6 separate regions of the Mus musculus genome follow, and regions 1, 2, 3, 4 and 6 are each linked to region 5. The links are chromatin contacts, called in public HiChIP or PLAC-seq and promoter capture Hi-C maps. All regions are on one chromosome and are shown on one strand. The core of a region is the stretch at or near the end of the contact, and the rest is flanking DNA. Distances in the headings are between cores, read along the strand shown.

Region 1 (3,669 bases), core at 577-3,076, 580 kb after region 5:
CACAAGAACCTGCCTTTGAATCACCAGCACATGTAAAAATCCCAAGTGTGGTGGTGTGCATCCGTATCCCTAGCTCTGGAGAGACGGAGGCAGGGGGATTGCTGGAGCTCATGGACAGCCATCTGACCCACTCAGCAAGCTCCTGGTTCTGTGGGAGATAGTGCCTCAAAGGGAGCAGCCCAAGTTGGCCACAAATACACAAAATGGACTTCAGACATCCCTTGCATGCGGCAGACACGGTAGGACCCTACAGACACCCAAAACAATGCACATTGCCACAGTGCCACGGGGTCTCTGTCTGTTGTTTGACACTGAGTACGGCAGGTGCTGGTGCTGCAGGTGGGCTCGTCCACGTTCAGCTTTTATGGTGTTCAGCTACAGGTTCTAGAGCCTAAGTCCTCACCTTTAGTGCAGGAGTATAGGGAGCTTAAGGCAGTCTTGCCTTCTTAGGGAAAAACTAAACTCTGGCCTTCCCTAAATGTGGGCTCCGTTCTGTCACGGTCACGTGCCCCACGCAGAGATCCTCTCAGGAACCTTACCAACTTTCACAAGGTGGCCAGGTGTCACAGATGGAGACATCTGGTCAGCAAGGTAGTTCTCCTTCCACAGAGTTGGTCAGTGGTGGGTGGTCCCAGAAGCGTGTGTGTGTGTGTGTGTGTGTGTGTGTGTGTGTGTGTGTGTATGTGTGTGTGTGTGTTGTCCCCTTCTTGCTCTGGTCACCCCTCAGTCTAGCCAGGGTGATGGTGGTAGATGGGTTCCCACCCAACACAACTCCATAATTCAGGCTTCTGGAACCTTCTGCTCAGGACACCCCTTATGACATCACTGGCCGTCCTCCCCTGCACCCAGCCTCAGGAGAAAAGTACTCCCTGGGGAAGGGGATTGTAAGCTTCCTTCACCCATCATTCCCTCATTCATTCATTCCTTCCTTCATTCATGCATATAATCTTCAGCCACTCACCAGTGTACTTACTCATCTATTCATTCATTCATTCATTCATTCATTCATTCAGATATCTGTATGTGCTTGAACAGTTTTTCCAGCTCCAGTGTTGAGCACTGTGCATTACATTCGATAGAAATAGAAATGAAACCAGACAGGGCCATTCAAGAACCTATGGGGAGTCTCAAAACCAAAAAAAAACAAAAAAACAAAAAAACTACCATAAAGGGTCTGGCACTGTAGCCCAGTGGGTAGTGCTCAAATAGCATGTGCAAGGTCTGGGATTCCAAGCATCACATGAATGGCATGGCACATGCCTGTCAAACCAACACTGGGGATGGTGGAGGCAGGAGGACCAAGGTCATCCTTGGCTACACAGGGAGTTAAAATGTAGCCCAGGCCATATGCACATGCATTTACACTGTGAAACCGTCATCACCATCCAGTTCTAGAGCCTTCGGTCTCCCCAGTCTGAAGCTCTGCCCCAATTCAGTGCTCACTCCCCTCCTTTCCCAGGTCTGCACCACCCACTTCCTGTCTCTGTGACTTGCTCTGGGGCCTGCAAGTGCGACCCTGGGGTATGTGCCCTCGTCTGGCGTATTTCACTGGACAGGGTCATCATCGTTCCTCCACGTTGGCATGGGCATCTTTTCAGGATGTCCTCTCAGCCTGGAGTGTCCACACCCTTGCTCCCTCCTCTGTCAGTGACCATGAGCTAAGAAGCGTGGCTACTGTGTGGATATGGCTGTGTGACAGACCTGAGTCTCTTATTTCAATGGTTTCTGGTGTATGACCAGAAGGGGACCTTGGGTCATGTTGCCATCGTGGCCCTGGCTTACGGAACACAGTGATGTCACAACAACTGCCTTGAAATGTAGAAGGGAATGTTCTGGAGGATGTCCAGTCTGGGGGGCTGCGTGTCCTTCTGTGGCTACAGTGGGAGGTGGTGACAGAGCTGGACAAGAGTCACCACTGTCGTACCAGTTGATAAAGTGGCAGCCTGTGGTGGGGAGAGAGGGCTGAGGACAACAACATCTGCCCCAGCCTCTCAGGAAACGCCGGTGCCACTAGGCACAGAAGGTCCTGGAAACTCTATTCTTTTCTCCTCCTTTCCTCTCCCTTCTTTTCTACTCCCCTCTCCAGAGTCCCATGTAGCCCAGGCTACCCTTGAGTTCACACAGCACTCAACCACTGGAGAACATGAGTTCAGTCCTCTCTCCCACAAAAAAAGCTGGGTGCAGCAGCATACACCTATAACAGGAGACCCCTACTGCTCACTGGCAGTCAGCTTAGTCAATAGGCAAGCTATGGGCTCGGGAAGGGAGAGGTGTGGATGGTCACTGCCAGACAGGCCTCAATGGAAGGAACATAGCTGAGGAAGAAGAGATTTGCTGACGACCTCTGTCTAGCTTCCACAGGTCTGCATACACGCCACACACAAGGAATGTCCCCCACTAACACCCAGCTTGTTTTATTTCTTTTGCCAGCATCCACTCCTGCTCCCTTATCCTGGTCTGTGAGGTTCCTGTCTTTCTCTGGCCAATTCCACCACCATCCACCCCGCCCTTTGAGGAAGCAGACACCCCACTGTGGACACCTGGTCCTCTGCCCTCTGTAACTGTGTGCGTGAACATCTTTGTGCTGGGTCTGTGTCGTGGGAATGACTGACCCTAAGGAATCAGATAACCTTCAGACCTCCAGGAGGATCCTGAAAACCAAAACCATCTTGAAGAACAAAATTCACAGTGCAATATCGAAGAAGGCACAAGCAGATAACTTTGAGATACTGACCCCAGGTGGGAGCCCTGCCCCCCACCCCGTGCAGGGAGAGGGTGGGGGTGGCAGCAGGGTCCTCTTGTCAGCCCAGGCACACTTCTGGGATCAGTAGTAGAGCAGCACTGGTCTACTGGGGTAGGTGGTCAGTGGCCGTTGAAGTCCTGTGGAGAGGGCTTAAGTAACCGGGGGAAGGAGTAAGGGTGATACCTATGGCCATGTGACCTTTGCCAGGGCGATCATGTGACCAACCATCAAGGCCTTGTCCATTTGGGAACAGTAACCCTGACTCCATGTTCTCCTTTCTGTGGGTCAGGGAGCAGTGAACAGCACTCCTGTCCTTTGTCCCAGTCTTTTGGAGTGACCTTTGACCTCCATCCACCTGAGGTGGTGGAGGGTGGAGGGTGGGGGACTGTTGCTGTAAATCTCTCCAACCCAAATATGCCCCAGCAATGAAAACACAACACCATTAATATGAAGACATGCTGTATGCCTAGATTGGGCAGATCTACCGCTACACTACCGTCTTCCACATCTATGAGACCCCTTAGAACTCGAGGTATCTCCAGGCCATGTGCTTCTGCTCTGCTTTTCTTCTTCTTCCTCCTCCTCTGCATCCTCTCCCTCTTCCATTTTCTCCTTCTCTCTCTCCCACCTTCAATTCCACCTTCCCTTTTATCTGCCCAATCATCAGCTCTCCTTTATTTTACAAATTAAGGCGGGAAGCAAGTTTACTGGAAATCACCTGAGTGCTGACTCATTCCTTGTTCACGGCCTCTCACAGGAGAACGGAATTGACATCAAATATAATTAGCCCCAGGGCTATCCACAACAGGGGACAGTGACAATGACTCCCTGTTCTTCCTCCGATCTTCGTGGGGGAAGTGACTTCTGACCTTCTGCCCTGTTCTGGGGAGAGTGGTTCTCTGTCCTCCCGAGGACCTCATCTCTCG
Region 2 (3,666 bases), core at 237-2,736, 770 kb after region 5:
CCAGAGCCCTTCACTCGCTGCTCAGTAACGAACCTACCCCAAACCCTGTGAGGTAGGTAGGTGACACTAGCTTTTCCCACGCTACAGTGGAGAAATCAAAAGCTTCAAATCTTAGTCTGGATTCCCATTTAGGGCCAGAGCAGAGATTTAAACAGAGTTTAAACCACCACTCCCAGGAAGGGACGACGCCTCATTTATTTATTTATTTATTTATTTATTTTTCTTGTTCAAAGACACAGTCTCTCTATGTAGCCACGGAATTTACTATGTAGACCGGGCTGATCTGGACCTCACAGAGCTCCACCTGGGATCTAAGGCGTATGCTACACTACAATGGGTGTTGTATATAGCCTTGTATGTGCTAGATAAACTAGCCACAGAACTCCAGCTGCAGCTCTATGGCTATTGTTGTTATTGTCCTTTTGAGCCAAGGTCTCTGTAGCCTCGCTGGCCTTGAATGTGCAGCAGTTCGCCTGCTTCGGAATCCCAGTTGCTGGGACGGCAATCACGTGCCATCATATCCGGTGCATGACCACCTTTTACCCAAAGATACATCCAGAGGTCATGCGGTCCCCACCCAAGCTGTGCCCATACATCTGTGGTGAACAGGTGAAAGTCCCACCCACTCCCTCTACCAGCTACCAGATGTTTCCATGCATAAGAGTTTCTGTGTGGGTGCCGTGGGACATCACTACTTCTGCGCAGACGCCCCAAATCCATGCTTCCTCACAGACACTTCCCTGGCAGGTGGACCTCATACGGATGTTCTTCAGTGTGGACATAAGGCCTTCCGTTAAGCTGGGCGAGATTCTGCACAGATCTTTGTCCGGTTTTTTTTTTTTTTTTTTTTTTTTTTAATACCGCACGGGTTTAATCTAAGCAGGTGTTCTGATTACACTCTGACTACAAGCCTACATGTATCTTTCTACAAAACTAGTCCTGTACAGGTTGGTTGATTTTTTTGGTTATGGGATGAAAATGGAACCCAGGGGTCTCAGGCATGCTAAGGAGGAATTCATGGCTGAGTAAGGGGCGATCCAATCACTAAGACATTCTTGGAAGGCGACCTTCACTAGGCCATTTAAGGCAGGGGTTCTGGCCCCGAGCCACGCTCCCAGCCCCTTTTACTTTTGAAATAGGGTTTATTCAGGCTGGCTTTGAACTTGGGGTCCTCCTGCCTCAGCCTCCAGAATACATTTAGAATACAGGTTAGCATTCCCAGGTCTGACTTCAGGGTGTGAGTTCTTCAGTGTTTCCCATCGGAGCCCGCCTCTTATAAGTGTGTATCTTTCTGGAGTGTCGCCACGCCCCCCGCCGGGGTATGCACCCCTGTGCTTACACCTGCTCATTTCCGCCCTCTGCGGTGCTCCGGGTCGCAATGGGGTTCCCGTTACAGGTGCTCTGGCGGCGCGGCCCCGCCCTCTTCGCCCCGCCCCTCTCAGCCAGGCTCAGGTGCACAAGCCGGAAGTGCGCTCTTTGCCCAGGTGGGTGACTAAACTTTCCGGGTCACGTGAGCGGGCGGGGCGGGTGGGATCTGGAGCGACCGGGTGAAGGACGGAGACTCGGGGTTCCAGCTGGGAACCCGGGATTGGGAACCTGAGCGAAGTCCCTCTCAGACGCTGGAGTCAGGTAGGGAGGCAGGGCGCGCAGCCTGTCCTGTCCCCACCTCCTCCTTCCCTTTTCCTGGCCCAAGAATGCGGTCGGGGAGTTAATCTTTAATCTCTGACCCTTGGCGCCGAGGGCGGGGAGCGCACTCCAAGATTGGGTTGCCTGTCGCTGGGCCCCGAGCCTGAGTCCAGCCCCTCACCCTATGCTGCGCCCTCTCCCCCCCACCCCGGTCTGGTCCCCAGGTCCTGGGTCGCAGGTGCCCTCCTCGACCCAAGATGCGGTAGGAATTGGCGCCTTGGGGAAGTCCTGTCCTTGGCGTCACCAACTCGTCGCCTAAACTCATGGCGACCCCAGGCCTGGGGGTGCTCTTGGCGTTTGGTTTGCCGATGCTGCCCTCCGGCTGGAGCCTAACAGGTAGGTACTGTCCGGGGCAGCGCTCGGGTGGGAGGAGGGTTCCCGGGTTGAACTCAGAAGTGCCGGGCATTTGCGACCCAGAGAGGGCGACAGGTCTGAGGAATGAGCTTGGAATGCGTTTGGAGACCAAGTTTGAAAGCTTCAGGGCTGAATTTCAAATTAGTTTAGCTGACCTGCGAACTTTTTTTTTTTCCAGTTTTTTTTTCTCCAGTTTTTTTTTTTTTTTCTTTTAACGTTGCTGAGGCTCGAACCAGCGTTTTTCTGAACGCTCCGTACCCGCAGCCTAGAATTCCTGAGTCCTTAAGTCTTGTGGAATTTAGGAGCTGGGGGTTGTTGGGCAGAGCCCAGAGGTGGAGGAGGGGAGGGAGAGCCTGGGCACCTGAGTCTGCATAGTTGAGAGTCTTAAGCAGTCAGGGGGACCTGGAGGGAGCCCAGCTGACAGGGCTGGCCCTCCGTAGGTGTGGACCCAGCCAGACCTTCCCTCAGTCTCTAGTTCCAGTTTCGGGAGCCTGGGGGGTGGGGGGACCTTGTGAGTCACATACTCCTGGGAAAGGTTGAGCCCCGCCCAGGTCCTTAAGGGTTCTGGGCCGGAGTGATGGTGGAGGGGGACACGGTTCTGGAAGCCATCTATTCTAATAGGCTAACAATGGTGACTCTGGGTGGTCAGATTATTACCTGCTGGGCTGAGGGTGGCCAGAGAAACCAGCATCACACCCGAGGGTGGAGTGGGTGGCCTGGCTGTACTTGCTGCCTCAATTCCAGCTGGAGACTTTGGAAGGCGTTTTGCAAGGTCTGACTGAGTGGTGTGTAAGTGATAACTAGTGAAGAAGACCCCAGCATGGATTTTTTTTTTCTCTTTCTGTTCCACAGCACCGGACCCTTTCACAAATAGCACAACTCAACCCCCAGGTGATGAGTCCAACGGGGGCCTGGTGAGTTGGGAAGGTGTAAGAAGGAAGAGCAAGTGTGTGAGACCAGAGTAGTATGGGACAAGTGGAGAGACATTACTATTAAAAGACCATGTGCGCCGGGCGGTGGTGGCACACGCATTTAATCCCAGCACTTGGGAGGCAGAGGCAGGCGGATTTTTGAGTTCAAGGCCAGCCTGGTCTACAAAGTGAGTTCCAGGACAGCCAGGCCTATACAGAGAAAAATAAAAGGCCATGTGCTAGGCAGATGCCCTGACTTTTAAATTATTTTTTTTATTGCCTGGGCAGTGGTGGCACACGCCTTTAATCCCAGCTCTTGGGAGGCAGAAGCAGGTGGATTTCTGAGTTCAAGGCCAAGCCTGGTCTACAGGGCTACACAGAGAAACCCTGTCTCGAAAAACTATATATATATATATATATATATATATATATATATATATATACACACACACATACATACATACATACATACATACATGGTTTAGTGGTTTAGTGTAGCTCAGGCTGGCCTCAAACTTCCTCTGTAGTCAGATGACCTTGGATCTTGGATTCTGGATCCTTCTGCTGGGTTAACATGTGTCCGCTATCATGCTGGGTCTATGGGGTGCTAGAAGTCAAACCCAGAGTTTTGTGCATGCCAGGCACGCACTCTACCCACAAAGCCACGCCAGTGGGACTTCTGTGTCCCAGAAAGGTAGCAAGCCATCTCTCCATA
Region 3 (3,722 bases), core at 650-3,149, 520 kb after region 5:
AGCAGTTAGGCCCAATGAGATGGCTCTGAGCTCTGATGTCCTGATTCAATTCCTGAGATCCACATGGTGGAAGGAGGGAACCAATTCTCAAAAGCTGCCCTCTGACCCACCCAAGTGAGCTATGGCATGCCTGTGAAGATATACATACACTCACATAAATAGAACATGTAAGATAATCCACTAAAAAGGTGCTGTGTGTCTACTCTTATAAGCCAGGAGCTCACACAGCCCAGGCTGACCCAAGCTCATGATGTCGGTGAGGCTGGGCTTCGACTCCAGGGACTCTACTTCTCTCCTCTCTGCCTCCCAATCACTGGGGTGACAGGCACGTGCCACTGCACAGAGAGCACTAGATCTTAGCCATGGGTTGGGTATGATGGAGCAGAGCTGCTGGCTTGTCCTTCAGTTTTTCATACACCGAGCTTGCTTCCATTTTTATAGGACACTGTCACATTCAGTGCTGGGAGCAACCCTGAAAGTTCAGAAACCTGTTGAAATTCTTTTAAATGTCCCAGACACAAGCTGAGTCACTATAGCTGGGACACTGGGCCCCCAGGCAGTGGTGGCGCACGCCTTTAATTTCAGCACTTGGGAGGCAGAGACAGGTGGATTTCTGAGTTCGAGGCCAGCCTGCTCTATAGATTGTGTTCCAGAACAGCCAGGGCTACACAGAGAGACCCTGCTCAAAAACAAACAAACAAACCGCTGAGACAGTAGCCACTCAGCATCAAATGATAGTCTTCTGAAAAGTAGGGGGTGAGTGATGTACAGAGGAAGTTAGTGACAGGCTCCAGGGTGCATCGTGGGAGCACCCGAGACCCAAGTAAAGGTGGCAGCCAAATCCCCTCAGAGCAGCCCTGCTCCCAAGTCTGGATTTATAGCTTCTTGTGGGGGCAGGGTGTCTGAACAGAACTCAGGCCAGTGTTTACCTCAGCAACGGGGCCCTGGGAAATAGTCCCTGTCCCTAGCCACAGGGAGGAGTAGGAGGGCGGTGGGTCTGATCCTGATCCAGCCAGGGCTGGAAAGCGGCCTGCAAGAGGCACCTGTCGTGAGCCTGCCCCAGCATCTTTGGTGTACCCTATCAGATCACTCTGGGATCCCAGTGTCAGGGGGGATCCCAGCACAGGGGATCAGAGTGTTCTGGGTTCAGGTTCCAACACCAGCCCGTCCCGAGTGGGAGTGTTTTGGGGGCTCTGCTCTGCTTTGTCAGCCATCAGAGTGGCCCAGATAGAGACCCTAGAAACACAGGAATTAAGAGTTTCTTTAAACGCCTTTAATCCCTGCACTCAGGAGGCAGAGGCAGGTGGATTTCTGAGTTCAAGGCCAGCCTGGTCTACAGAGTGAGTTCCAGGACAGCCTGGGCTATACAGAGAAACCCTGTCTCGGGGGGAAAAAAAAAGAGTTTCTTTAAAATTCCACTGAAAACTAAAATCAGAGTCCGTGGGACTCTCGGTGCCTGCTACCTGCCAGCTCCCCACCCCCTCCCGCGAACCTCCACATCATCTAATCAGAAAACACATGCAGATGCTGGATGGGAACCGGGCGCCGGCCTCTGGCGCCGCGTGCCCAGCCCTCATTGTTTGCTGAGTAACAACGGTTGCCAGGGGCGACGCAGTCCACTCCCGTTTCCAAGCGCCCGTTGCCCAGCAACCCAGAGAATACTTCCCAAACCAAACAATGTCATCCCCGGGGCAACTTCTCTATCTCACGTTAAGCAGATCTAAAATAAAAATAAATAAATAAATAAAAAAGAAAGCCCTTCCAAATATGTAATCTATTATTTTCAGAGGCCTGAACAGCAAGACAAATAATTTCTTCTCTATAGTAACCAGGATGGACCGGCAGCTCACCAGATCTGTTCTGAGGCTAGAAGCCCAAACCAATGCTTCGCTCAGCTCCCAGTGATCCTGAGGCCGGCTGCCACCCTTCCCAGTCCTGGACCAGGAAGAAGGATGGGCTCAGTTTACCCTTAGGCAGCAAGTCACACACAAGTCTTCTCTAGGCAAAGAAGCAGGGGTTAAGCTATTTGAGAAAAGTGCAAGATCAGAGCAGTTGCCTAACATCCTGGACTCCACAGAAGGTAGCAAGCATGAGCGGAGCCGCACACACCAGTGGCTCAGGGTGGCCCTGTCCCAGAGGACTCCACGGAGAGTAGGGACTGCTACTCTGTCTTCTGCCCTCCCAGAGAGAAGCAATGGCTAAGAAGAATTGGGTGACTTCAGAGGCCCTGCTGGGCTCGAGGGTGCGGCCTTTAAGGCCCATGTGAGGAACAGCCCTGGCCAACATCCTTTGTAAAGGCCAGTGAGCTTGTCATCCAGGCAGGGCCTAGGCTCTGAAGCCATCTCCTTTCCCTGATAATTACATTACTCAGTAGTGTATGTGTGAGCATGCACCCGCTATGCACAGAAGTCTGCTTTCTCTTCCCACTAGGTGGGTCCTGGGCATCCAACTTGCATTTTTTTAGGCTTGGCAGCAAGCACCTTTACCCACAAGTTACTTCTGTAGCCCTTGAGACAGATTCAATCAAAGCACAGAACCAGTGTCCAGCCTCCCGGGCCAGTGCTGGATCATTCCAGCACTGCATCAATAAACATGGGTCAATTAAGTGGCCCTGTGGCTTCCAGTGCAGACAGGACAGGGCCCCGGTGAAGTCAGAATTTGGTGGTGGTGGTTTGTTGTTTGTTTGTTTTTTGTTTTCTGAGACAGGGTTTCTCTGTGTAGCCCTGGCTGTCCTGGAGCTCACTTTGTAGACCAGGCTGGCCTCAAACTCAGAAATCCCCCTGCCTCTGCCACCCGAGTGCTGGGATGCTGCTGCTCAGTGACACTGGGGCAGTCACTGACTGCTGGGGTGGCTGTATTGCCACTGCTGCTCTGGGGATACATCTGGTGTTCTACATTGGCTTTGGAGGTGCTGTGGTGAGGCCATGGAACCTCCTGTTCAAAGGAGGAACAGTGCAGGGGTCTTAGCTGTCTAGGGCTTGGGCAGCAAGATGGAACAGAGGAAAAGGCATGAGGGCCTACGGAAACTCACACTTGGTAAACCTGGCCAAGGACCCATGGCTGGGCACCCACAGGCCCCACAGGTGGGTCCACTTCTATCACCTTGCTAAATGGACATAGTATCAACATGTCTCTAATGAAGTGTCTCTCCTCTTTCTGGATGTGAGGCCAGGGTTGAGTGCAGCACCCAAGCCTTATCAGAGAAGTATCTTTGTGCAGTGGACGGTCGGGTCGGTGTCAACACAGAAGCATACAATTGACCAAAAAGAGAGAAAAAGACACCACGTGCTCAGCCACAGACGGGGGTCTACATCACAGCTTGCAGGGACTGTGTAATGACAGGAGAGAGGGCAGAGAGGCTGGAGAGCCTGATGGGGCAGGACCAGAGCAGCCATAACGGGAGTCCAGCACCAGCATTAGCTCTGGGCTGTCAGGACAGGCTCAGGTCTGTCCTCTTCTGTTTTTGGTGACTCCATTCTTGGGTCTTTGTTAAGTCAATTTCCAAAAGAGGAGCTCGGGATCACTCTGGGGACATGGAATAAAATGTTCTGAGCGCTGGAAAGGCAAAAAGAGAGGCATGGGGATTCTTTTAAATATATTTGGGAAATGTTTGATTTGTTTGTTTTTGTGTTGAGATGGTGTCACGTAGCACAGGCTCAAACTCTCTATGTGGCCAAGGATGACCTTAAACATCTGACTCTCCTGCCTTCACCTCCCAAATG
Region 4 (3,750 bases), core at 274-2,773, 700 kb after region 5:
CACCAGATGGAGTTGCAGCACTCGAGGTCCACCCCTGGATAAGACCACTTATGACTTTTGTCATAAGTGGTCTTATCCAGACCAAATGTTACCTTCTGGTACTATGAAATTGAATCAGCTGGGAGGAAATCTCCAGGTCAATTCCAGTTTGGTTTCTGCATGACCCATGAAGACACCAAAGTGACTGGTGTCTTCAGCAACTGAGTCTTGTCATCTAATTATGGTGAGCAACCCAGAGTAATGACAAGAGCCTGTGTCGTTTGGAGAGCTCTAGGGAAAAACATCTCTGGCTTTTGATGGTCATGTCTGGCTTTTATGCAATTTAAAGGTACAAGTCTCCAGTTACGCAAGTGTATCTTCCTCAGGGAACATGGCAACCGCTTTAAGTAATGCTTACATCAGGCGACAATTAAGAAAGTTCCAGAATGTGCCTGAGGTGGTAGCAGAGCATGATGTCTCAGCCCGATACAGATGTATTGTAAAGGAGCCTAGCACAGGGCAGAGGGGAGTGACACGTGGGAAAAAGTGTGGCTGCTAAAAAGAGTTGCACTGACTGCTCTTCCCAAGGTCCTAAGTTCAAATCCCAGCAACCACATGGTGGCTTACAACCACCCTTAATGAGATCTGACGCCCTCTTCTGGTGCATCTGAAGACAGCTACAGTGTACTTATGAATAATAATAAATAAATCTATATCTAAATATCTATATCTATATTATTTTTTTAAAAGAGTTGCAGGGAAGACAAAGAAGATGAATGCAGAGGTGATTGCCTGACTGTCGCAGGTTCAATGGCTCAGTTTCACCTCTTCCAAGAGCCTCCAGCTGCAACGTAGGCACAGACGAGGCAGGTATGGCGGTGGGGGGAGCTCCCAGAATCTTGGTCTTACGGCGACAGATCGAGATGGCGGGCACAGTATTTCTCAAGGTATAGGACCATGCACATGGACAGTAGGCACTGTCTACCTACCCTCCAGTTTTACTTGGACAAAAAAGGAACGCTTCTAGAAAGCTGGACGCCCTCTGAAAACGAATACAGGTGTAGCGAACGTCCAGAACTTGTGGCAAGATCCAGGCCTCCTCTCCTATCTCAGTGTTCACAATGCCCTAAACTACATTGTTCAATAAATCCCCTGGCGATTCCTGGTCTAAGTCCTGTCCCAGAGACACTCTCCTCCTTTCTCTAGCGAGCCTATACGGGAGTCAGGGGTCGCAAAGCAGCTGGGAATTGTAGTTCTGGAAGATCAATTGGTTACAGGCCAGCACGTGGACCTGATTGCTGCGGGACGATGGTGGTGGGCTGGTGCGTCCCCTAAGCCTCTTCTCACCCTTTGGTGAGCACCTCCGTGAGCTTCTTCCCGCGTGGGCACCGGGAACAGCGCAACCTCGTCCGAGAACTTCCATGGGACTAATACGCGGGTTTTTCTTATTTATTCGAACGCCTACCTCTAACGAGGACCCCACCCACAGACTTATCCCCGCCTTCTTCAGTTCCGCTTATTCTGTTCTCGGAAGTGGATGAGCCAGTGACTCCCGCAAAGCACGCCGGGTGTTGTAGTTCCGGAAGCCAAGCCGGAGTGCGCGTCGTCATGTGGCCCAGAGTGCTGCTGGGGGAGGCCCGGGTGGCTGTGGACGGATGTCGCGCTCTGTTGTCTCGCCTTGCCGTGCATTTCTCCCCGCCATGGACTGCTGTGAGCTGCTCACCCCTGCGGAGGAGCCTGCATGGAACTGCGACGCGAGCTTTCCCGCTCATCCCCATAGTGGTGGAGCAGACGGTACGGTGACCTGATGGGGACATGGCGCGGAGGCTTGTAGTCGGTCGGCGTGCAAGGGAGGATGACCTTTCACATCTTCTTTTCCCACGAAGGGTCGAGGCGAGCGCGCTTATGACATATACTCGAGGCTGTTGCGGGAACGCATCGTGTGCGTCATGGGCCCGGTGAGCGACCCCGGTCCTTCCCGGGCACACCTTGTTGTCTCACCAACATTTATCCTTTGTCAAGCTCTGTGTCATATAACCCCCTCTTCCCCCTCATCCTTGGTGACCTCCTAGACCCTAGGCCCTAGACCCTGACCTTAAACATTCTTTAAAAAAAAAAAAAAAAAACTTGAGCAAAATTTTTGCTTTGTAGTACAGGCTAGCCCCTACCTTTCCATCGTCCTGCCATAGCTTCCCAAACGTTGGAATGTAAAATGTGCATTCTTACCATAGTCTGCTGTTGTCAGCCATTCTTTGTTTCAGTTTATCCTTTGGTCTTCTGAGTCAGGGTCCCAGGCTGGCCTTGAACTCCCCATGTAGCTGACAGGACATTTGAGGGAGGGATGAGGTTCCTAAACCAGACCAGGTGTAGGCAGTGCTTAAACCCAGGGCCTTTTGCCTGCTAGGAGAGCACTCCGTCCCAGTCTTGTCCCCAGCTTAGGGTCTTCCACTATCTGGGGCTTCCCCAGCCATCTCTTCCTGTGCTGGAAATTCCTGGTTCCCAGGGCCTCAACTCCTTAAGCCTCTATCCATCCCACCTTCAACCTGAGGATACCTCTGCTCTCCCCACCTGCAGATTGACGACAGTGTGGCCAGTCTGGTCATTGCCCAGCTGTTGTTCTTACAGTCTGAAAGCAACAAGAAGCCCATTCATATGTATATCAACAGCCCAGGTAAGCCAGGACAGCCTGGTTGTGGGGTCAGAGATAGCCCCTTTGGGGAAGACATGCAGCCTTGTGCCTCCTACAGAATCTAAAATTTAAAATCGCTCAAAGCAGGGTATGGTAGTGCACACATTTAATTCCTGCACTTGGGAGGCAGAGGCAGGCTGATTTCTGAATTCGAGACCAGCCTGGTCTACAGAGTGAGTTCCAGGATAGCCAGAGCTACACAGAGAAGAACTCTTATCTCGAAAAACAAACAAACAAAAAAAAGTAAGAAAGAAAGAAAGAAACCCTTTCTCGAAAAAAAACAAAAAAAAACAAAAAGAGAGAGAGAGAAAAAAATCACTCTAAGACGGTCTCTCACTGGCCTGGAACTTTCCAAATATGCTAGTATACCGGGTCAATGAGCCTGAGGGTCCTTCTGCCTCCACCTCCCTAGTGCTAGAATTACAAGTGTGTGCTGCCATGCCTACTTTGTGGGGACTGGGGATCTGAACTTGAGTCCACATACATTTTAGCAACTGAGCAGTCTCCCTTGCTTCGAGAGTAGCTGAATTAAAACAAACAAACAAAGCCTGTTTTGAGACAGAGATAGCCCAGATCCTCTGCAGTCCTCTCACCTTAGGGATTTAGTTTAGCTGAACCACCAAACTCTGAAGAAATAGTTCATTTTTAAGAAAAATATTAAGCCAGGCGGTGGTGGCACACGCCTTTAATCCCAGCACTTGGGAGGCTGAGGCAGGCAGATTTCTGGGTTCGAGGACAGCCTGGTCTACAGAGTGAGTTCTAGGACAGTCAGGCTACACAGAGAAACCCTGTCTTGGAAAAAAGAAAAAAGAAAAGAAAAGAAAAGAAAAAGAAAAGACTGGTTAAAAAAAAGAAAAATATTAAGTTACATTTATTTCTGTGTATATGGATGGGTGAGTACATTCCACTGTGTGTGTGCGTGTAGATTAGAGGACAACCTGTGGGTTTTCCCTGATATGTATGGGTCCATGTGATGTGGGCTCCTGCCTGTCCTGTGGGTCCTGGGAATTGAGTTCAGTTTGTTAGGTTTGGTGGAGAGCACCGTCACCAGATAATACTTCTCAGCTGCTCAAGGCTGGGCG
Region 5 (3,764 bases), core at 1,228-3,727:
CCCAACTGCTGACTGACCCTGTGGTGCTGGAGAAGTGCCAACCCAGTTCCTCAGGCACACTCAACAAAGCTGCACTTCTGGCCACACCCCAGCCCCCTTACTGGGGGGTTCTAGGTAGGAATCCACCCCTAGCCACACCCCTCAGCCCCTAATGGGGTAGGGGGGATTCTAGGCAGGGGCTCCATTCCTAATTATGCCTTTAGAACCCCTAACTCTGGGTGGTTGTGACAGGGTCCTAGGCCACATCCATCCGGCAGACATGTCCCTTTAAAGCTCACTTCTGCCATTCATTAAGGTCAGGTCCTATACCTCTCTCAAGGGTACTGTTTCCTCACAGTCTTCTTCCATGTGACCAGACAGTTGACACTGTTCCCACAGCTGTGCCCATTTGTGGGTCTCAACATGACAATAGTCCCAGCAGAAGGGGACTTAGAAACAAAAACAAACTAACAAATGTCCCTGTGTGTTCAAGTCTAACAAATGCCCCTGTGTGTTCAAGACAGAGACCTCTTGCAAGCCAAGAAGTTCAGAGGCAAATGTCTGAAACATCCAAGATTCTCTTTCTCTCTCCTTAAAGAGTATGTTGGGAGTTAGGAGGTACAAAGCAAGTATTGCTCTCTCAGAGGATCTGAGTTTGATTCCCAGCACCCATAGCACGGGATTCACAACTACCTGTAACTCAAGGTCAAGGACACGTGATCTCTACAGGCACCACATCCACACGGGCATACACACAACTCAAAATAAGATAAGCCAGGTGTGCGCCTTTAATCCCAGCACTTGGGAGTTGGAGCAGGAGGGTCTCTGTGAGTCCCAGGCCAACCTGGTCTACAGAGTGAGACCCAGTTACAACAAAACATAAAGCAAAAATAAACAAATATAATACATCTTATAAAGATCTACATTTTAGTTTTGCTTATGTGCATGCAGTGGCCACAGAGTTCAGGAGAGTCAGACCCCTGCAGCTGGAGTTAGGTTACATAAGGAGCCTGAAGCTGGTGCTAAGAACTGAGCCTCGGTCCTTTGAGGGAACAGGAAGTGCTCTTAACTACTGAATCATCACTTGCAGCCGGAGTCTGCTTGTCTTTACATAGAATGTTAGAAGATCAGGAAGCTTAATGGACTAAGGACAGAGTTCAGACAGAGGTAGAAGCCTGGCGTCTGAATTTTAGGACAGGTAGGTGATATCATTTGTTTAAAAACCAGTTAAAAACTGGGGCTGGGCCTTCCAGATGCCCCAGAACAACAAACACCAAGTGTGATGGCACATGCCTGTCACCCCAGCACTTGAGGAAGGTTAGAAATCAAAGCCATCTTCCACTACCCAGTGTGTGAATTCTAGGCCAGCCTGGGCTTTATGAGATTGCTTGGCGTTGTCTGCAGAATGCTCAAATCGGCAGCTAAACCACAGTGGGTGCTCAATAAACTAGTCTGGCAAACCGCAGCAGTTAGGTTTGCGATAAAGATTTCCCAACACGGGAGTCAGGTGATGCTGGTCATGCCTTCCTGTCATCGGTAAGGTGGGTGGCAAAGCCTGAGGAGTCAGACACCCCTGGAGCTCCCCTTCCTAAGCAATGGTGGCCGCTGGAGAAAAACAAGGGCTTTTTGCTCTTTTTGAGCACTTGTGGCAGCTAATCTCTCTACACCCGGCTCCAGCTGCCTGAAACTGACCCTCCCCCACACACTCCGCCCACCAGATTACTTTCTCTGCAAAGAAAGCCAGAAAAGCCCCCAGGGTCAAAAAACCAGCATGTAGCCAAGGCTTAGAAGTGGTTAAGGGAGTCTTTCGGCCTGGTTTGGTGACAATGCTGTCATCCCAGCATTTTTGGTGGAGGCAAATTCCAAGGCACCCTAAGTTTAGCGTAGGGCCATTTCCAAAAACAATTAACAAGACAGAAACAAAACATTAAATTTGAGAGATTCCAACAGAGGGAGGCACCATGCTCGGCTGGGGGTCACAGCTTCCTGTGGAACAGGCCTGGCTTTATGTAGGATCCAGGGCCTGGGGCTAGTTAGTGCACGGCAGGTGAAGCTATTTGTGACTGTGCCTGCGGGGTTGTTTGTTCTTGGGGACAGGAGACTCAGAATCACGGGGAAGAGGGAGGAGCCGCAGCCCAGGACACACGGGACTCGCATTTGAACACAACTCTAATTCTGGGGACCCAGGACAGTGGAATCCACCTTTTTGGACGCTCAGGGACTCCGTCACTGACGAGGACGCTAAGGTCCTAGGGTGGCCAGGCCAAGAGTTGGAAGCGCTGCAGAAGTTGGGTCCTTGGGTAAAAGTTAGTCTCTAGAAGTAGGGTTTCCTAGCGTGCAGGGATTTTTGGGATACCGGAGTCCTCCCAGGAAGCCTCGTTTCTCCCTCCTCTCTAAGGGCGCCTCAAGATCGATCCTGCCCCTTGCCCCCCAGCTCTCACCAAAGTCCTCAGGTCGTCCAAGCGAGGAAACCTCCCCTACCAAGTCCAGCTTGGATCTACCGGGTGGGGCGGGGCGGCCTTGTGCATCCCCCGTGGAGGGAGGGGCCTTGGAGTGACAGGACAGAGGGCCAATCAGAGGTCCCTATGGCGTAGTTCCGCCCACCCTTCTAAGGCGACCCAGCCCAGGTTGCTTGCATTAGTTGAGTCCCAGAAAGACTTGGAGTCCTGATCCTAGATGGAGGGGAGAGGGGAGTGCCATTCTGGGGTCCTTGAATCCTCCCATGTTTCCAGAGACCTTAGAGAGGCTTCCAGATCCAAGGACTGATTGAGTGACATTTTTAGAAGCCCATCGGACCCAGGGAAATCAATGCCAGGAGGTTACACACCCTGAACCTCAGCCCTGATTGGGTCCTAAAGGAAAAGTTGCTGTCATCCAGATTGAGGTTCTTGTTGTCCCAAGTCCTCTGGACGAGGGCACTGAGGCCCTGATATGGCCAGCCATGCGCAGTATCCAGCTTTCTGCTCCTGGACCCCTGGATCAATCCTTTCCTGAAGACAGACACCTCCTGGACTTTTTTTTTTTTCTCATCCCTAAATCTTCTTTCTCCCCTTGGCCTGTAAGCCAAGTGTTAACCTCAGACGGCTGCAGGAGCTAAGAAAGAAGGGAATGTATTTTTGTTGAGGGTGTGACTACGTGTGCAGTTGTGAAAATGTGCACGGGCATTTGCAACTGCGCATGCACGGATGTGAGCCAGGCCTGGAGAGGACCCACCCTTACTGAGTTACCTCAGATCTTTCCAGACTTCCGCCCGGCCCCTCCTTTTTTTTTCTGAGCTGCCTTGACTCAGGCTGAGTTCTTTATCTTCCTGCTTCCAGTGAACAATGCCGCCTTCACAGGGGCAGTGGCGGGATGGGGCATGTTGCCACCAGGTGGCGCCCTGCTCGCGACTGCGCCCCTCCCCGCCATGTCCCCCAACGGTGCCACTTCCCTCTGTGCCTCTAGCGCCTCTGCGTTCCTTCCCTTACAGAGCCCCTCCACTCTGTGTCCCCTACAGCGACCTTCTCTCTGTGACCCCCTCCCGACGGCTCCCCTCTCCTCTCTTTCCACAATGGCGCCTCTCCCTCTCTGTGCCCCTGACGTGTCTAGGCCCATCGGTGCCGTAGAAAGCATGTCCTATTAACCTTGGGCCTGGCCCATGGCTCATTAGCTGTGTATACAGGCATTCAACAATTATTAGGCACATGCTGTACACAAAGGTCATGTAGGGCAGCCCCAGGAACATAGTCTGTACCCTCTCAGCTTGGTAGCATTCAGAGACCAGTGGGAAGTCACGCCAGCAGAAT
Region 6 (3,564 bases), core at 920-3,419, 640 kb after region 5:
CTGGCCGGGAAGGAAAGGCACACCAACACCTTCTAGTGCCAGGGTCCTATCCATTACCCTCTGGTATGGCCGGGTACTCAGTCATGATGGCTGCTCAGCATTTAGCAGGTGCTCCTATGATAAGGACTCAACTTTTCATCTACTTGGCTGAAACCTAAAAGCAGCCACAAACACAGCTGAGCACCAGCAGCTCTTGGGGGTCTTACACCTGAGCAAATCCTGTTCCCCACTGTCCCTGAGATTGCTGCCTTTCCTCAGCATCACAGCCACAAAGTGACAGCCACCCAGGACACCACAGAGGGAATGGTCTCCAATCTCTGGGGATTCTATTGAGGACATGGACTCCTGAGTTTTGGAGTGCAGAGGGTGCCGAAGAACAGGGACTTTTTGTGTGGTTCAACTAATGAAGAGCCCAGGTAGCAAGCAGGCTTGCAAATCAGCCTATTCACTAGCAGCAAGTCAGGCACACCAGGGACAAAAAAGCTATGCCTGCTACCTGCCCCAGTGGTCCTAGGTCATAGATAGTGGGACACACAGGAGGTCCCTACCGATGTATCTGAAACTAACAGCCACATGGCCAAACTAGACAAAGCCGCCTCCATGGTGCCAGCAGCTAGGGATGACCCAACCTGCCCTTACCAACAGCAGAGGAAGCCATCAGCTGCCACCCCCACAGCCCCACACCTTCCCAGGACTGGTACCCCTGGAAGTTCCGTCTTTGGAAGGGAAGGGGGAGGATGTGACCCTGGGTGAGGGGAATCTAAAGAAGATGGGGAGGAGCTCACATGGTACAGAGCTGGGTGACATGAGGGGAAGAGGTAGAGGAGGCAGGCTACCCAAGAGGCTGGGAAAAGTGAACTGAAGTGAGTGTCTTAGATGGAGAGAGGGTGTGGCTGGGCAGAGAGCATTCAAAACAGACCTGAAGCTAGCACCTGGTTGGGGGGGGGGTATTCCCTGGAGTTTGGGGAGATTTGGGGTCATGGGCCCAGGAAGAAGGAATCTTCCAAAAAAAGATTGAGGCTCAGGCCCTATTTGGGGTGGTGTAGCATCTAAGAGGATATGTAGGGGGGGCATCCTAAAGTTACTAGCCCTGTCTGTGGGGACTCTGTGTAGACTCTCCACAGAGTCTGATTCATGCTAGGGACCACAGGGGCTGGAAGACCCACTTAAGTTCTGAGACATGTTTCCAAAGATTCTGGGCCATACAAGGATGCCAGGAGCTGTGGGGTGTACTGGAGTTCTGAAGGGAGTCTGGCTAGATTTGGATTCATAAGGGACGTGAGTTCCCGGCTAGACTGGGTGGCTTTGTAATCCCAATGGGTTCCATTCTCTACTGGGATTCTAAATGATTTCCCAGGGGATGTGGGGCCAGGACGGGATCCCCATGGTGCTGTGAGTGGCTATAGGATTCCAAAAGTCTTCCTGGAGAGCTGTGGACCAGGCGGGAGATCCCCAGGGTGCTAAGGTAGTACCAAGGCTCTAAGGGGAATCCCAAAGGGTTCCAGGCTGTGATGATGCCCAGGGCGCTAAATCCCTGGGATCCTGATAAACACTTCAGGAGTCTGTGTGTAAACTGGATTCCTAAGGGGCGCCTCCGGGGACTCTGGAATGAGATGGAGTTCCTAAGGTGTTGAAGCCCTGAGCTCCTGTATGATGCCCAGGGGGTACTCCGGGATTCTAAGGGGTGTCTCACGGGGCTCTGAGCCAGGCTGAGTCCCTCAAGATGCCGCGGCGGTGTGGATACACTACGCTGGCAGAGAATTCCCCAGTGTGGAGTGGGTGGCACTGGGGTGCTGAGTTAGATCCCAAAGGGTTCTGCACCAGACCTGGGGTCGCGATGGGGGAGGGGTACGTGGGTCACAGTGGAGGAGGGGCATCCCGAGATGGCGATGGGGGAAGGACGCCCCGGGGTCGCAGTGGCTGGAGAAGGGCCCATCCGGGTGGGCGCGCGCAAACTCGGTGCCCACGGGGCGGTGTGCGCGCAGGGCCGGCCACAACGCCGCGCAGGGCAGCGGGAGGCCAGTCCCGGGCGGAGGCTTCTTACCTGATTGTCCATGACTGGCGCCCGCCCCGCCCCCGGGCCCGCGTCGCTCTCGCTGCCGCCGCTCAGCAACGCCCCGCCGCTCTCATTGTCTGTCGGGGGCCGCACCGCCGCCGCCGCCGTTCCGGGCCGCCCGCCCGCCCGCCAGCCGCGCTGAACCGGAAACCGCCGCCAGCCCGGGCGGCTCAGCGACCGCGGGCCCCCAGCCGCCGACTCGGGCCCGGCCTCGCCGATGGACAAGCCTCCGAGCCTGTCAGAAGGCCAGAGACCCGCGCGTGGGGCGGGACTTCCGGGCTGGTGGGGGCCCGCCGGGCGACAGTCAGAACGACGAAGCCGTCAGCCAATAGAAAGCCGGCGCCGCAGGGGGGCGGGCGGAGGGAGTGAAGGAGGCGCGAGGCGAGCTCTGCTGAGCGGCGCGAGGTGTGCGCCGCACGTGGAGGGGTTGGGCCAGGCCGTGGCGCGGTGCCTGCGCACTGCGCCCCGGGAGCGGCTCTAGAGGGGACGTCCCTAAAAAGGCCCTAAGAGTTTAAGTTCGAGCCCTGCGGAGGGAGGGAGCGCTGGCGATGTTCGGTGCTCCTGCGTGACAGCGCCGGTGGTTAGTTTACCGGTCTGGATCCTGTAAAGCCAGCGGGTTCAGCCCACTTCTCCTTGCAAAGGCTAGGGTTGTGCATCTGTAAAAAACCAGCCTGTGACTTCAGTGACCTCTTCTGGCCTTCTCAAGCACTGCACACAGGTGCTAGCGCTCGCACACAGACACGCACCATTTAAAATGTAAGCTTTTAAAAAACAAAAACAAACAAAAAAACTTGTCGGAGGTGGTTCTTCTTTCTGTGGTTGTTACAGTGCACATCTGAAACGGAGCCATTCTAAATGATCAGCGGTCTCATTCATTCAACGCAGGGAAAGGAACGGTAGTCAGTAGTCAACCGTAGACTGTGGATACTGACAACTGGGGATTGAACTCAGGGCTCCCGCCATTGAACTACACCCACAGCTCTGTTTTCACTTTTTTACTTGAAGGCCAAGGCTGGGGCATAATTGGTAGAGCACTCTGCTAGAACGATGAAGCCCTGGGTTCTAGCCTCAAGACTCTATAAGCCAAGTGCAGAGATACATGTCTATCATCCTAGAACTTGGATATAAAAGGCAATACAAATTTTTGCTAACCTGAATAAAAGACACACACACAATCCAGGTATTTTATTTACAAACCGTAAGTCTAGGTTGTGCAGCTATTCTAGTTTGGAACTAGTTTGGAGCTATTCTAACTTACATCCCTGCCCATGTGTCCCTTGTGACGTGCTGTTTTTCCTGGCCACATGCTTATGGTCCATCTCCTCTCGTGGCGGCCTCCTCCAGTTTCCCTGTCTTTCTTAGTCTCCTTTCTCTACCTGCAACCTCCAGCCAGGTAACTGAAAACCTGCCTACCTCTATCTATTGCCCAGTCACAGGCTTTAGCCTTTTATTGACTAATTGACTTGGGAGGCTAGGTTACATACGTAGCATCACTTGGGGTATGTGAG

Evidence for each region. Promoter capture Hi-C pulls out the DNA fragments that hold promoters and counts their contacts. HiChIP or PLAC-seq counts read pairs in DNA pulled down with a chosen protein or histone mark.
Region 1: a contact with region 5 is called in a promoter capture Hi-C map of embryonic stem cells, with 3 times the contacts expected there. The contact joins the promoter of Acsbg3 here to the promoter of Plin3 in region 5. A contact is called at or near these places in 1 of 39 promoter capture datasets (embryonic stem cells), 1 of 484 Hi-C or Micro-C datasets (embryonic stem cells) and 1 of 115 datasets of contacts at active chromatin or transcription factors (bone marrow-derived macrophages).
Region 2: a promoter capture Hi-C map of liver shows a contact between it and region 5, with 2.3 times the contacts expected there. The contact joins the promoter of Crb3 here to the promoter of Plin3 in region 5. A contact is called at or near these places in 3 of 39 promoter capture datasets (liver and pre-B cells).
Region 3: a promoter capture Hi-C map of neural stem cells shows a contact between it and region 5. The contact joins the enhancer-like site here to the promoter of Plin3 in region 5. A contact is called at or near these places in 2 of 39 promoter capture datasets (erythroid cells and neural stem cells), 1 of 484 Hi-C or Micro-C datasets (nephron progenitors) and 2 of 115 datasets of contacts at active chromatin or transcription factors (pancreatic cancer cells and stem cell-derived neural progenitor cells).
Region 4: a promoter capture Hi-C map of embryonic stem cells shows a contact between it and region 5, with 4 times the contacts expected there. The contact joins the promoter of Clpp here to the promoter of Plin3 in region 5. A contact is called at or near these places in 3 of 39 promoter capture datasets (embryonic stem cells, hippocampal neurons and liver), 3 of 115 datasets of contacts at active chromatin or transcription factors (astrocytes, embryonic midbrain and pancreatic cancer cells) and 3 of 9 other capture datasets (adipose tissue, liver and pancreatic islet).
Region 6: a contact with region 5 is called in an HNF4G HiChIP or PLAC-seq map of pancreatic cancer cells. The contact joins the promoter of Mllt1 here to the promoter of Plin3 in region 5. A contact is called at or near these places in 3 of 39 promoter capture datasets (cranial neural crest, liver and pre-B cells), 1 of 115 datasets of contacts at active chromatin or transcription factors (pancreatic cancer cells) and 1 of 9 other capture datasets (adipose tissue).

Annotation. Positions count from the first base shown.
Region 1 is chr17:56,873,658-56,877,326 of GRCm38.p6, forward strand. It overlaps Acsbg3 (acyl-CoA synthetase bubblegum family member 3), which reads left to right and starts at 1,827. Exons shown (of 14, transcript NM_030141.2): 1 at 1,827-2,023; 2 at 2,431-2,739. The coding sequence starts at 2,604. It overlaps Acsbg2 (acyl-CoA synthetase bubblegum family member 2), which reads right to left and starts at 790. Exons shown (of 15, transcript NM_001039114.1): 1 at 540-790.
Region 2 is chr17:57,060,745-57,064,410 of GRCm38.p6, forward strand. It overlaps Crb3 (crumbs family member 3), which reads left to right and starts at 1,487. Exons shown (of 4, transcript NM_177638.5): 1 at 1,487-1,629; 2 at 1,851-2,022; 3 at 2,893-2,954. The coding sequence starts at 1,950.
Region 3 is chr17:56,812,907-56,816,628 of GRCm38.p6, forward strand. All of the region lies in intron 1 of Rfx2 (regulatory factor X, 2 (influences HLA class II expression)), which reads right to left. Among named protein-coding and RNA genes, the nearest start is that of Rfx2, 16 kb to the right of the region's middle. Within about 2 kb of position 1,900, at least 156 of the 459 cell types and tissues checked have an H3K27ac peak or open chromatin away from gene starts, as enhancers often do. A contact at or near this core is called in neural stem cells, pancreatic cancer cells and stem cell-derived neural progenitor cells, where this site is marked.
Region 4 is chr17:56,988,741-56,992,490 of GRCm38.p6, forward strand. Clpp (caseinolytic mitochondrial matrix peptidase proteolytic subunit) reads left to right here and starts at 1,524. Exons shown (of 6, transcript NM_017393.2): 1 at 1,524-1,773; 2 at 1,866-1,937; 3 at 2,554-2,650. The coding sequence starts at 1,588. Gm33509 (a long non-coding RNA gene) reads right to left here and starts at 1,183. Exons shown (of 2, transcript XR_385672.4): 1 at 969-1,183.
Region 5 is chr17:56,288,034-56,291,797 of GRCm38.p6, forward strand. It overlaps Plin3 (perilipin 3), which reads right to left and starts at 2,478. Exons shown (of 8, transcript NM_025836.3): 1 at 2,421-2,478.
Region 6 is chr17:56,933,219-56,936,782 of GRCm38.p6, forward strand. Mllt1 (myeloid/lymphoid or mixed-lineage leukemia; translocated to, 1) reads right to left here and starts at 2,170. Exons shown (of 12, transcript NM_022328.2): 1 at 2,045-2,170. The coding sequence starts at 2,056.